Linked DNA regions of Hordeum vulgare: all the other regions are linked to region 3. The links are chromatin contacts, called in public Hi-C maps. All regions are on one chromosome and are shown on one strand. Each heading gives the region's core, a stretch centred on a gene start, on an enhancer-like site or on the middle of the called end of the contact. The rest is flanking DNA. Distances are from core to core; before and after follow the strand shown.

What was found. Hi-C and Micro-C count contacts between places; a contact is called where the count stands out from the background.
Region 1: a Hi-C map of leaf shows a contact between it and region 3, with 3 times the contacts expected there. The contact joins the promoter of LOC123445490 here to the promoter of LOC123445491 in region 3. A contact is called at or near these places in 2 of 6 Hi-C or Micro-C datasets (leaf and seedling).
Region 2: a Hi-C map of leaf shows a contact between it and region 3, with 7 times the contacts expected there. The contact joins the enhancer-like site here to the promoter of LOC123445491 in region 3. A contact is called at or near these places in 2 of 6 Hi-C or Micro-C datasets (leaf and seedling).

Annotation. Positions count from the first base shown.
Region 1 is chr3H:596,528,085-596,531,974 of MorexV3_pseudomolecules_assembly, reverse strand. LOC123445490 (7-dehydrocholesterol reductase) reads left to right here and starts at 2,353. Exons shown (of 14, transcript XM_045122482.1): 1 at 2,353-2,608; 2 at 2,781-3,006; 3 at 3,103-3,158. The coding sequence starts at 2,469.
Region 2 is chr3H:596,409,501-596,413,341 of MorexV3_pseudomolecules_assembly, reverse strand. No RefSeq gene overlaps it. Among protein-coding and RNA genes, the nearest start is that of LOC123445489, 43 kb to the right of the region's middle. Within about 2 kb of position 1,646, at least 1 of the 3 cell types and tissues checked has open chromatin away from gene starts, as enhancers often do. A contact at or near this core is called in leaf, where this site is marked.
Region 3 is chr3H:596,665,811-596,669,323 of MorexV3_pseudomolecules_assembly, reverse strand. It overlaps LOC123445491 (phytochromobilin:ferredoxin oxidoreductase, chloroplastic-like), which reads left to right and starts at 1,645. Exons shown (of 8, transcript XM_045122483.1): 1 at 1,645-1,814; 2 at 2,394-2,513; 3 at 2,797-2,891; 4 at 2,989-3,082; 5 at 3,178-3,309; 6 at 3,406-3,510. The coding sequence starts at 1,698.

The sequences.
Region 1 (3,890 bases), core at 1,104-3,603, 140 kb after region 3:
ACTCAAACCCACCCCATACGTCTGGGCTGACCGACACCCCTCATATGCAGCCCAAATATAGAGCGGATATGGAGTGGTCTGGTCACGCTCGAGCACGCCCGCCTAACAGGCCCGACCCACCACAAACCCCACCACTGTCCCAAAAAAACCACTCCGGGCGCCTCGCTCTGAACCCTAGCTCACTCTCTTCCCCCGTATCGTCGTCTCCCTCTCCAAGCCCGATCTCATCGAGTAGAATGTCGAGTGTCGGCAGCTGCTCCGACGATCTAGCCCTCCGCATCACCTTGGAGCTGTTCAAGGAGGAGATCGACGACAGCTCCGAATCTGGAGCTACACCGCCGCTCCCAAGACCGTGGAGTGCGGATGCCGGAGCTGGACCCTCCTGGTCCGCGCACAACTCTGGCAGGGCTGCACAGTCCGCACCAGCAGTGTGCCGTGTCCTCCCCCCGTCGGCCTCTGCTCCACATGGGCGGCGTAGGGGCCTAGTGCCCGCGCTGCCAGTTAGCACCCACACGCGCACTCCAGAATCGAAGGCGCGCGCCACCCATTTGTGAGAGGCAATGAACACTAGGACGGGGGGGGGGGAGTAGAGCAGTTCGCGCGCCGCCACCGCGGGATGCCGGCATTCGGATAATTCGGTTCGGATTCGGATTCGGGTAACGGGTTCGGGTACCCAAACACCCAGGGTGATCCGTTTGCCGCAAATCTTATGTTCGTTTGCTTCCGATTTTATTGTGCGATGTTAGATCACGTAAATTATTTCGACGTGCATGTGTAAAATGGTGTATGGACATAGGGCGCCGGATATGGGATACGTGGATGTGGAGAAAGAAATTTGAGGCGTGACCGATCAGTGTCCGCGAGGAGCGAGATTTGTAAGATCCAGATGTTGATGCTCTTAATATTTTCTTATCCATGTCTCAAGCCTAAGAATGAATGTGGAGCCGACACATGGCACGAAACGGCCCCATCTCCACAGGCCAGCCACCAAGCTAAGAGATCTGGCTCGTACTTGTGTACGTATAGCAAGGAGCTATACACCACTCGGCTCCACAAGCAGTCGAGCACATGAATTAATTACACGCCACGCCACCCTTTTCCTTTTCGTCCGCGGGAAATGGCCACGCGAACGTCTTGTGGCGGCTGTCACTCATGGTCCCTAACGCTACAGCTCATAAGAGCAAACCAACACAGCTACCTTCGGGTCATCCAGACACAAAAAGTTGATCCAACGAGATAACTTAAATGGATGCGCGTGTCCGTATGTTGTCTGTTTATTGTCTGCCTTGACCCAAATCTAACGCAAATATGAGAACAAATGGGTACGAAGCGGACAGAAACGGACGCTCTCGTCAACGGTCTGCTCGTGTCCGGTCCCACCTATCAGTGACTGCGTCCCGAGCTGGCGTCTACCTCCACAACGACTGTGAGGAGGAGCGAGGCCACATGCGCAGGGGGTTGCCACGCTCACCGGCGAGCCCCTCCTGCGCAGACCGCCACCACACTCGTCAGGGGGATCTCCGTTGTCGCCCTCATCGGCGAGCCCCCCTGCGCAGGCCGCCGCCGCGCTCGCTAGGGGGATCTCCGTCGCCGCGCTCATCGGTGAGCCCCCTACGCAGGCCGCCGCCGCGCTCGTCAGAGGGATCTTTGTCGCCGCGCTCATCGACGAGCCCCCCTGCGCAGGCCGCCGCCGCGCTCGCCAGGGGGATCTCTATCGCCGCGCTCATCGGCGAGCCCCCCTGCGCAGGCCGCCGCCGCCGCGCTCACTCCAGGCCCTCCTCGCCGCTTCGGTCGGGCGCCCTCACGTCCTCCTTCTTCCTGGCCCCGCGCGAGGGACGAGGAGGGACGAACCGCTGGTTGCTGCAGAACAAGTGACGCCGACAAGAAGACATCTTTGGCGGAGGCGTGGCAGGGCGGATCTTGTGTCGCTCGGGTCCCGAATCTCAATGAGCGTAAGGGCACGGCGGCGCGAGGGAGGAGGAGGGGCGTCACGAGGAGGTGCCGGGCGGCACGGGGAAGGCGGGACGCATGGTCTAGCTGTTGTCCACTCTGTCCGCTTTTATGTTCGCGCGTTGGATGCCCGTCGTATCCACAAGTGATCCAAACAAACAAAAGACGAACAAAATCTGTATCCGTTTGGGTCATTGCGTTGGAGTTGCTCTAACCTCCGCATATGCCTCTAGTACCCGTACGAAAATGGCCGGACGGCGAAAATCCGACGCGCCGGGCGATCCGACGGCCCAGGAGCAACCCCTCGACGTGGCCGAGCCGCTCTCCACAGTCTCGTCGTCGCCGTCCTCGTTTTAAAGAAGTGCACGCACACGCAAAGATTCTTTTTTTTTTCCTCCCGACGACAACGACGACGGCGGCGGCGGTGGCCACAGATCCACACATCCTCCTTAATAAACAATCGGCACCCCAGTCCACTCCCCCTCCACGCGCGCGCGAGATCGAGAGGACCAGGCGCCATGGGGAAGCAGCAGCAGCAGCCCAAGCCGGCCCCCGCGGCGCCGCCGCCCCAGCCGTCCAAGACGGCGCACTCGCCGTTGTTAACCTACGCCTCCATGGTCACGCTCTTGTCCCTCTGCCCGCCCTTCGTCATCCTCCTGTGAGTCCCCTCCTCCTCCCTGGATCCGCCCCCTCGGTCCCTCCGCCCGAATCTACGCTCTGCTCCGCTGCCCGGCCAGAGATTTCTGCTGGAAGAACAGATGACCTGCTAGAGCATGCGTCCTGAATCTCTCTCTCTCTCTCTCTCTGTCGCTCGCTCTTGCTCCTGGCAGGTGGTACACCATGGTGCACGCGGACGGATCGGTGCTGCAGATCTACGAGCACCTCCGCGACCACGGGATCCTGGAGGGGCTCAAGGCCATCTGGCCCGCGCCCACCCTCGTCGCCGGGAAGATCATCCTCGGCTTCGCTCTCTTCGAGGCCGCCCTGCAGCTGCTCCTCCCTGGGAAGCGCTTCGAGGGGCCCATCTCGCCCTCCGGCAATGTGCCCGTCTACAAGGTCCGTGCCCGTGCTTCATTCCTGGGAGTCAACCAGACATTTCTGGTGATATATCAGACAGATACCTGCAGCTCATGCTTTCTTCTTTTGTCTCAGGCAAATGGTTTACTAGCATATGCAGTGACTTTGCTCACCTACCTAAGCCTCTGGTGGTAAGGCTACCTAATTTTCTCGCGCGGACTGGACTCACCTACTGATTGCCTTCGAACTGCATCGCTTGTCATTTTGGTGGTTTCTTCCTTGAACAATTGAATGACTTGTCTACTTGTGTGCACTTGCATTGGCCATTTGATGTTTCTGGCAGCGCTATGAGGAAAAACAATTATGATAGCTACTGGTTTTGGACATAGGCATAAATTTACCTACATTTCCTTGTCTGTTGCTTGTCCAAAAATAGTTAACCCAAAATTGTTAGACTCGGTTCCATGCGGCTTTCATGCTGTCCATATCCGTTAAATGTACCAAAATAGGAGTTATCACTAACCTCGCATGCCCAGGCACTCAGGCTCTCTAAACTTGGGCCAGTATGTTGCCCCAGGTCTTTTTTTTTTCAGTTTTCGGAGTTTGATCCCTTACGGCAGTAGTCAGAGATTGACGAACATGTTGCATGCTTTGATGCAGAAGACTATATATACTGTTTGATAGTTTCAGAAAAAGGCTCCTTAGTGTATAGCTGCGTGTTTGAGCGCTGCTACATTGCACCCAGGAGTTTGGAACATGATACAGAGTTGCTTATATCTTGGTTAAACGTTCGCTATAAACTATGCAATGGTGCCTGACAATGTTCAAGTAAGACTGGAAATGCATTTCAGATATCTGTGAAATCGTTTCAGGCTCCCTTTTTCTTCTCTCTCAAAGATGTTATAAGTCATACCTGTGATTCG
Region 2 (3,841 bases), core at 397-2,896, 260 kb after region 3:
TTTTTTTATAAAATCATAAACATTTTTAAAATCTGCAAAAATATTTTGAAACCACGAATAGTTTTCAAATTGTGAACAAAATTTGAAAGATGAACAAATTTGAAACATGAATAATTTACTAATTTTTGAACAAAATTATTAAATTGTGACTATTATTTGAATCTATGCATAAATTTCTAAATTGCAAACATTTTTCGAATTTTGAATTTTTTTGGAAACATGAAACAAATTAAATTCATGAACAAAATCTCACTGAAAGTGAAAACCATGGCTGGACATGGTGGTGCAAGGACGACGACGGACCGAAGGCGGTGATGCAGGAGATGCTCGCAATCCACGGTGACCACAGACTAGAACCGACCGGTGAGAGAGCTGCCGATTGTCAACTGTAGATGCACAAAGCGGCTAAGGTTAACGAAAAGTGCAAATGGACTTTAAATAACATATTTCCACATAACCAAAAAAATATAGAAAAATTATACATATATAACACGTTGAGGAAAAAGTTCATAACAATACACTTCCATACGTGGCGTATACAAAAAAAATACAAAAAACAAATGAAAATGGGACCTTTTTTGTTGTTCTTGGGCCGGAATTTTGTTGTTTTTGTGCAGCTTGCAAAAGGAAAAAATTTGAAACAAAATTTTACAGATCCACTGCAAATATGTATAAGTTTTCACATATATATTTTTGGATTTTTTTTAACATAGAAATACCATTTTTGAACCTTTTGAAATAAAGTCCTCCAATGCACCTGTCCATCAAAACTTCGCACTCCTAAGGTTGAGCACTATTTGCACAGGTGGCCAACGAGTATGAGTGGCAGATGGCGAGCGCGGGGATGGCTACCACGAATTTTTCCCAATTGTGAACAAAATTTGAAACATGATTTTTTTTTCATTTTGAACAAATTTTGACACTATGCACATTTTTTGAATTGTGCATAAATTCTAAAACAATCAACGTTTTTTGAATTGTGCACAAATTTTAAATTAATAAAGAAAATACAGAAAAATAAAATAAGACCATTTTTCAAATATGTGAAGAAAGTGCAAAATTTAAATATGTTACGGATTGTTGAACAAATTTACAAAACAGGAACAATTTTCTAAATTCCAGAATATTTTTATATTTTTGAGCAAAATTACGAAACAGGATTTATTTTTCAAATTCCCATATAGAATTCATATTTCGGATTTGAAGAACTATCTTTGAAAATTCGGAAAAAAAATTAAAAATCCAAAACATTTTCCTAAAAAGCAAAAACATTTTTTGAATTTAAAGATAATTTTTTGAAAGTGCAGAATATTATTTGAAATTCTAGAAAAGCTTTTGAAATCCAGAACATTTATACAAAATCTAGAACTTTTCTTTAAAATCCATAAATACAAAAACATATTTCAAATTGAAGAACAACTTTTTGAAAATACGAACATTTTTTGCAATAAAAACAGAATAGAAAAAACAAAACAAAAAACAAAATAAAGGAAAATAAAAAAAACGCTTCAGAGAAACTTCTAAAAGTTTCCTAAAACTGGGAAAACAGACTGAGAACCGCTGCGTACGTTCCCAAAACCGGGACGCACTAATGCGCCGATGGCTGCCTCCCGTGTGTGTTATAGCGACATTTCGGCCGGAGCTCCTATGCTGCTTTGCACGCGCCCGTTAACCATATGGCGCCTGCAGCGCTGTTAGCATGGGTCGTCTACTAGCATGATGTCCAGTTTTTTCTCTTTTTTTATTTCTAAAAAAGTATATAATCCAAAAATATTTACATATTTAAACAATAAAGGTTTATACATTGGAAAAAATTTCATATCTTTAAAAAAGGTTCGTCAATTTTGAAAACGTTCATCAATATGAAAGAAAGTTCATTGAAAATGAAAAAAAAAATCATCTAATTTAAAATAAGTTCATTAAATTTTTTAAAAGTTCAATAAACGTGAGAAAAGTTTATCAAAAATTAAAAAAAAACAATGTATTTTTTAAAAAGTTCATTGAACTGAAAAATGTTTCATAAAGATTAAAAACTTCATCCATTTCCAAAAAGATGTTCAAAGTTCACAAATGTTTACAGATATTCAAAAAAATTCGTCAATCATAAAAATTGTTCATTAAAATTTAAAAAATGTTTATCGATATTCAAATAAGTCGCCTGCTCATGAGCCAGGCCGTGTGGCAAGCGCTTGATGGCTTTATCGATTGCCATGCCCTGGTCGCTCACTCAAGGGTTGTTTCATCTCTGATTATCTTTTATAAAAAGAAAACAAATATGTAAAATTTCAACAAAAAATAAAAATCATGATATAGAAAAAATTCTGAAATGAAAAAAATCACGATTGTAAAAAATGGTTCATAAATTTGGATAAAAAGTTCATGGTGATCTGAAAAAAAGTTCACAATTTTATTAAAAGTTCATGGATTTTGAACAATAGTTCAGTCTTTTTGGAAAAAATCATCAACTTTGCAAAAAGGTTAAAAACCATGAAAAAAGATCACAGATTTCAATAATAATTCATGGAATTTCGGAAAAACTTCATTGGTTTTGAAAACAAAATAGTCAAATTTGAAAAAAGCTTATTGAATTTCAAAAAAATAGTTCATCAATTTGAAAAGGAGTTCATCAAATTCGAATGATAGTTCATCGCTTTTATAGAGAAAAATAGCGAAATTAAAAAATATTCACGCATTTATCATTTATTAAAAAGAGTAAAAAATAAGAAAGAAAAATGTAAAAAGAAAAAAACAGAACAAATTCGAAAAACAGTAAGTAAATCAACTAAAAAGAAGGGAATCAATCACGTCCTAAGGAATTGGCCTGGTGGTTAACGCATCGTACTTGAAACCCGCAGCTCCCGAGAGTAACTAGTTAGCAAACGTTTCTTCACAAGCCTCTCAGCAAGCACTTCCATGTACCGCAACATGACGTGTTCTCAGCCGCCGCCACGTGTCGTGCTCTAATTGTTTTTTTCTGGATTTTATTTCTTTAACTTTTCCGCACGCGTTTTTGGTTTTTTAGATTATTATTTTTTTGATCTTTTTTGGTGTTTCAGTTTTTCACCAGTCTTTCTTAGCTTTTTGACAAAAAAATGCGTGAAAAAATATGTTTTTGTTTTTAGCGAGAGTCATGGTTTTGCTTCCACGAAAGGTACAAATTTGCCTTCACGAGAGGCATGGCCGTGCCTCTTGGAAACGAAAATAAAGAATTTTCAAATTATTATTTTGGCGGGAGGCACGATTTTGCTTCCGCGAGAGGCATGGTTTTTTGCTTCCACGAGAGCCACAGTTTTGCCTTCGTTAGGGGCATGGTCGTGCCTCTCGAAAAGGGAAAAACACAATTTTTTCCCCTGAGAGGCACGGTGTTGTCTTCGTGAGAGGCATGACCGTGCCTCTCAAAGAAAAAAAATGCGAAAAAACGCGATTTTTATGTTTTTCCTATCGCGGGGGGTACGGTTTTTTGGTCCGGGTTTTTACATGAAAAAAATCGTCAAAACCTATCAACATGGGATCTAGTTTTGAAGATCTCAACGCGAGAAATCCAACAATGAAAATGGTTTGAGATTTAGACGCACGATTTAAGAGATAAGACATTTTTTAAATATGAATCTATGAAAAAGAGAAAACTCTCAGGTAGCGATAAATGAAACGCATGCAGTGCACCACTTGTCACATCCTGAATAGGTGGGAGTGATCTTTAAAAGATATACTTTACAATTAATGATTTCCATAGCTCGCTGGTTAGAAGCCGCCTAGCTCACTTTTTTCTGCTAATTAGCAAATGAGGAAAACAAATAGACCGACACAGTTCACAGTGCGCTGAAAGTGTCGGTTAACAAAA
Region 3 (3,513 bases), core at 396-2,895:
AACCAGCCGAGCGTAGTGGAGCAATAGTCAAACACGGGAGAAGCACCACTTGCACTTCTTTAAACCAAGAGTCCAGAACCTGAATATTTCCACCCAGTGACCAACATGCTCGGATTATATATGTTCTTCAGTGCCAAGACATTCTTAATCACTGATCGCAGAGCATAATTCGTCAGAGTTTAGCATGCTATGGTAATGGTGTAAGCAGCGATGGAACATGGCACAGCCAGTGATGAGGAAAGCGGGGAATATTCCGAGGAAATGGGCAGATAACATTGTTGTAGTGGTTGCAGCATCCTGCTGGCCGGTGGTGGAGCTGCGCTCTCCGTAAGCAGAATACTCCTAAGCAGGATTTGGTTTCGCTCCATGTGATCTACTTCCTTTTGTACCAAAATGTAATACGTTTTGTTTTGTTTACTATAGGGACAAAAGAACGTCCTATATTTTGTACATGTTCAAATGTGTGTTTATTTATATGAATGTTATAATTGAAATGTGTGTTTATTTATATGAATGTTATAATTGACTGAAAACAAAATTGCGTTCATCTCGTTCGTGTGTCACGTGCCCTATGGGGCCGCCCACCGCTTCCCCCCTTCCTCTTTGTCCTCCTCCCTCCCCCCCCTCCTCCCCGCCCTCCCTTCCCCTATCGAGGATGGATCTCATCGGCGTGAGACTTTCCCTCCCCTCTAACTACCCCTCCCCTCTCCTAGTACTCCCTTTGCAGCAAGCCTTCGTCATTCACCATCCCGTTCTTGTACCGCCATGAGCTGTCGCAAGTGTCTCCCCCGATCTCTCCTCCTCTAATCCAGACCGGAGATGGGGCACATGAACCGGTCATCGCTACCCCCGACTACCCGAAGCTCTTCAAGCTTGTCCCCCTCTTGCCTCCTCCTCCTTCCGATGTCGTTCATCGATGCCACGACACAACGAGTTCTGCAAGCTCTTCAACGCTTTTTGCAACAAGGATCCTCTTGGAATGTCAACATGCATGACCATGAGGCCAAGATGCTTTGTCCTGTTACAAATTAGGGTCTAGAAATGGGGGCTATGTGTTATTTATAACACGACACACTACCAAGTGGGAAAGTATCTGGTGCATCTGTGCTTGTAGTGCTATCGGTACACCGGACATCGTATCACGTTAAAAATATTTAAAAAATCTAAAAAAAAAATGTAGTACATTGACACGACATCGATCTATGTTGTCATAAAATTTCAACTCAAAATTCAAAACGCATTGCACGAGATAAAAAATGATAAATTCGACATTAATGTAATAATGGATCAAATCTAAATCCAACATATGTACGTACTATTCAGTGTCTACTTTGTGTTTTTCCTACCTCGCACAATGTTTCGAATTTCGAGTTAAAATTTTGCGACAATATAAACCGATGTTGTGTGAAATTTTGCGACAATATAAACCGATGTTGTGTGAAATTTTGCGACAACGTATAGGGATATGGTAGCCCGACCAAGTGGCCAAGTTCTGCAAGTTGCTTTCTTCTTGGGGAAAAAAGAAACTGCATTATCACATCAAGATGCGTGCAGTATGGGTTTGTTGGTCGGTTGGATGGATGGAACGGGAAGCCATCCCACGTGTCCTTGCCTCTGCCCTCTCATCTAAGCCCCCTCGCACACCGCAGCGGAGTGTCCAACTCTGGGCTGGGTGGGGAGGGGAAGCAGCAGAGAGGATGAGCGGCGGCGGCGGAGCCGGAGTGCTGGGCGCCGGCTCGTCGTACCAGAGCTTCGTCCGCACCGCGCTGGAGCTGACCCGCCTCCGCACCGCCCTCACGCCGCACCCCTCGCAGGTAGGTTCATGTCCTACCGCTTCCATTTGCTCGCCTTGCTCAGCTCCATGTTCCTCTTTCCTTGCGACCTTGCAATGTCCTGGTTCGGCTCACGCTGCGCCGGCGAGCATGCTCTGCCTGCTCGAGGTGGCTAGCGAAGCTGTCAAACTGGGTGTTGGTGTCGATGCTAGCCCGTGAGGCAGGTCCACGAGTTCAGAACTTCAGATGCGCCTGCTAATTGAAAATCCAGTCCAAAACAGAGAAGCAAAATCAGCAGTGTTGTGATGTGATGTCGCGCTAGTGCCAGCTGAATTTCGGTGCTTGGTCTTTGTCTGACGCCCTGGGGTGGAGTCTGAACGGATCTCCTGTAAACAATGACCCCAACCAAGCACGCACGAGCCTTATTTCTTCAGATGTACTGATAATTATTGACTGCAGTTAAGGTGTTGAGGGTCAGTCCCCGAGTCTGGTATAGGCATTTTTTTATGCAGTTGTCCATCTAGAATGTCTGAAAGTGTAGGTCAACTTGTAACAATATCAGCTGACGCCGGTCATATCTCTCATTACAGAAGATGATTTTGTCATGTGTCATGCTTCCAGGAAAAGTTCAGGCTCATACGAGCCAACGATGATGCTACTGTGCTGGACGCTCTCTCATTCAGCGGCCCCAAGATCAGACTGCTTCGCAGCTTGACGGTCGAAAAGAAAAACTCTGTTCAGGTACTTCCATCTCCGAGTCCAAAGTTTCCTTGACCAAAACCATCCAACAACTATCCTGAAACTCTGAAAGGCCATGAGCTGAAAGATAGGTTTACATGTCAAGCTGGTTATATCTGAACATTACAGCTTTAGTTTGTTCTATCTGATTATATCTGAAGTTTTATAGTATTACAGGTCTAATTTGTTCTATGAATATCGTACAGTCAAATCAGTGGTAATGTTTTTCTGTCGAGATCTCTTATCTCTGTCCAAAACATTACTTATAATGCATATGCTCATGCAGGTTCTTGACTTTGCTGCTTTCTCTGAACCTGAATACGATCTTCCAATATTTTGCGCCAACGCTTTTACTACTCCTGCACAGAGTATTGTTGTCTTGTAAGTGTCATGATATGTATGCCATTCAAGGATCAATTACTGTGCTTAAACTAGAATGTGAATAATGGCTTGAAAAAACTGTTTGAATTACTTGCAGGGACCTCAATCCGCTATATAATATAACTAAAAACAAGGATTACAAAGATAAATACTACAGGAATTTGATGCCTCTTATAGAGAAGTATAGGGAGGTACTTGGATCTTATCCTTCACCCAGATGCATTACCCCAGTCTTCTTCTATTAGCTTTATACATAGAGTGTTATCTTTATTTAGAGAAAATGCAGCTTCTGCCATGGGGTGGCAAGATTACGAGCGAATCTCTGATATTCTTCTCTCCAATCGTGATCTGGACAATATTTGAGCCCACTGAACAAAACCATCATGTTCTGTATTCAGCTTTGACGGATTACTATAAGGTATTCACGATTGCTTTGTTAAATCTCTGAAATGTTGTGTCAACCATGCAGTTTCAAGTATCATGCTCCTGTTTTCTCATGTTTCTGATGAGGCAGGTTTGGCTTCAGTTAATGGATCAAGCAACCCAAGAAAATGACACAACGAAAGTTGTTCGTAACAGAGAAGCGCAACATAGATATCTCACATGGAGGGCTGAAAAGGTT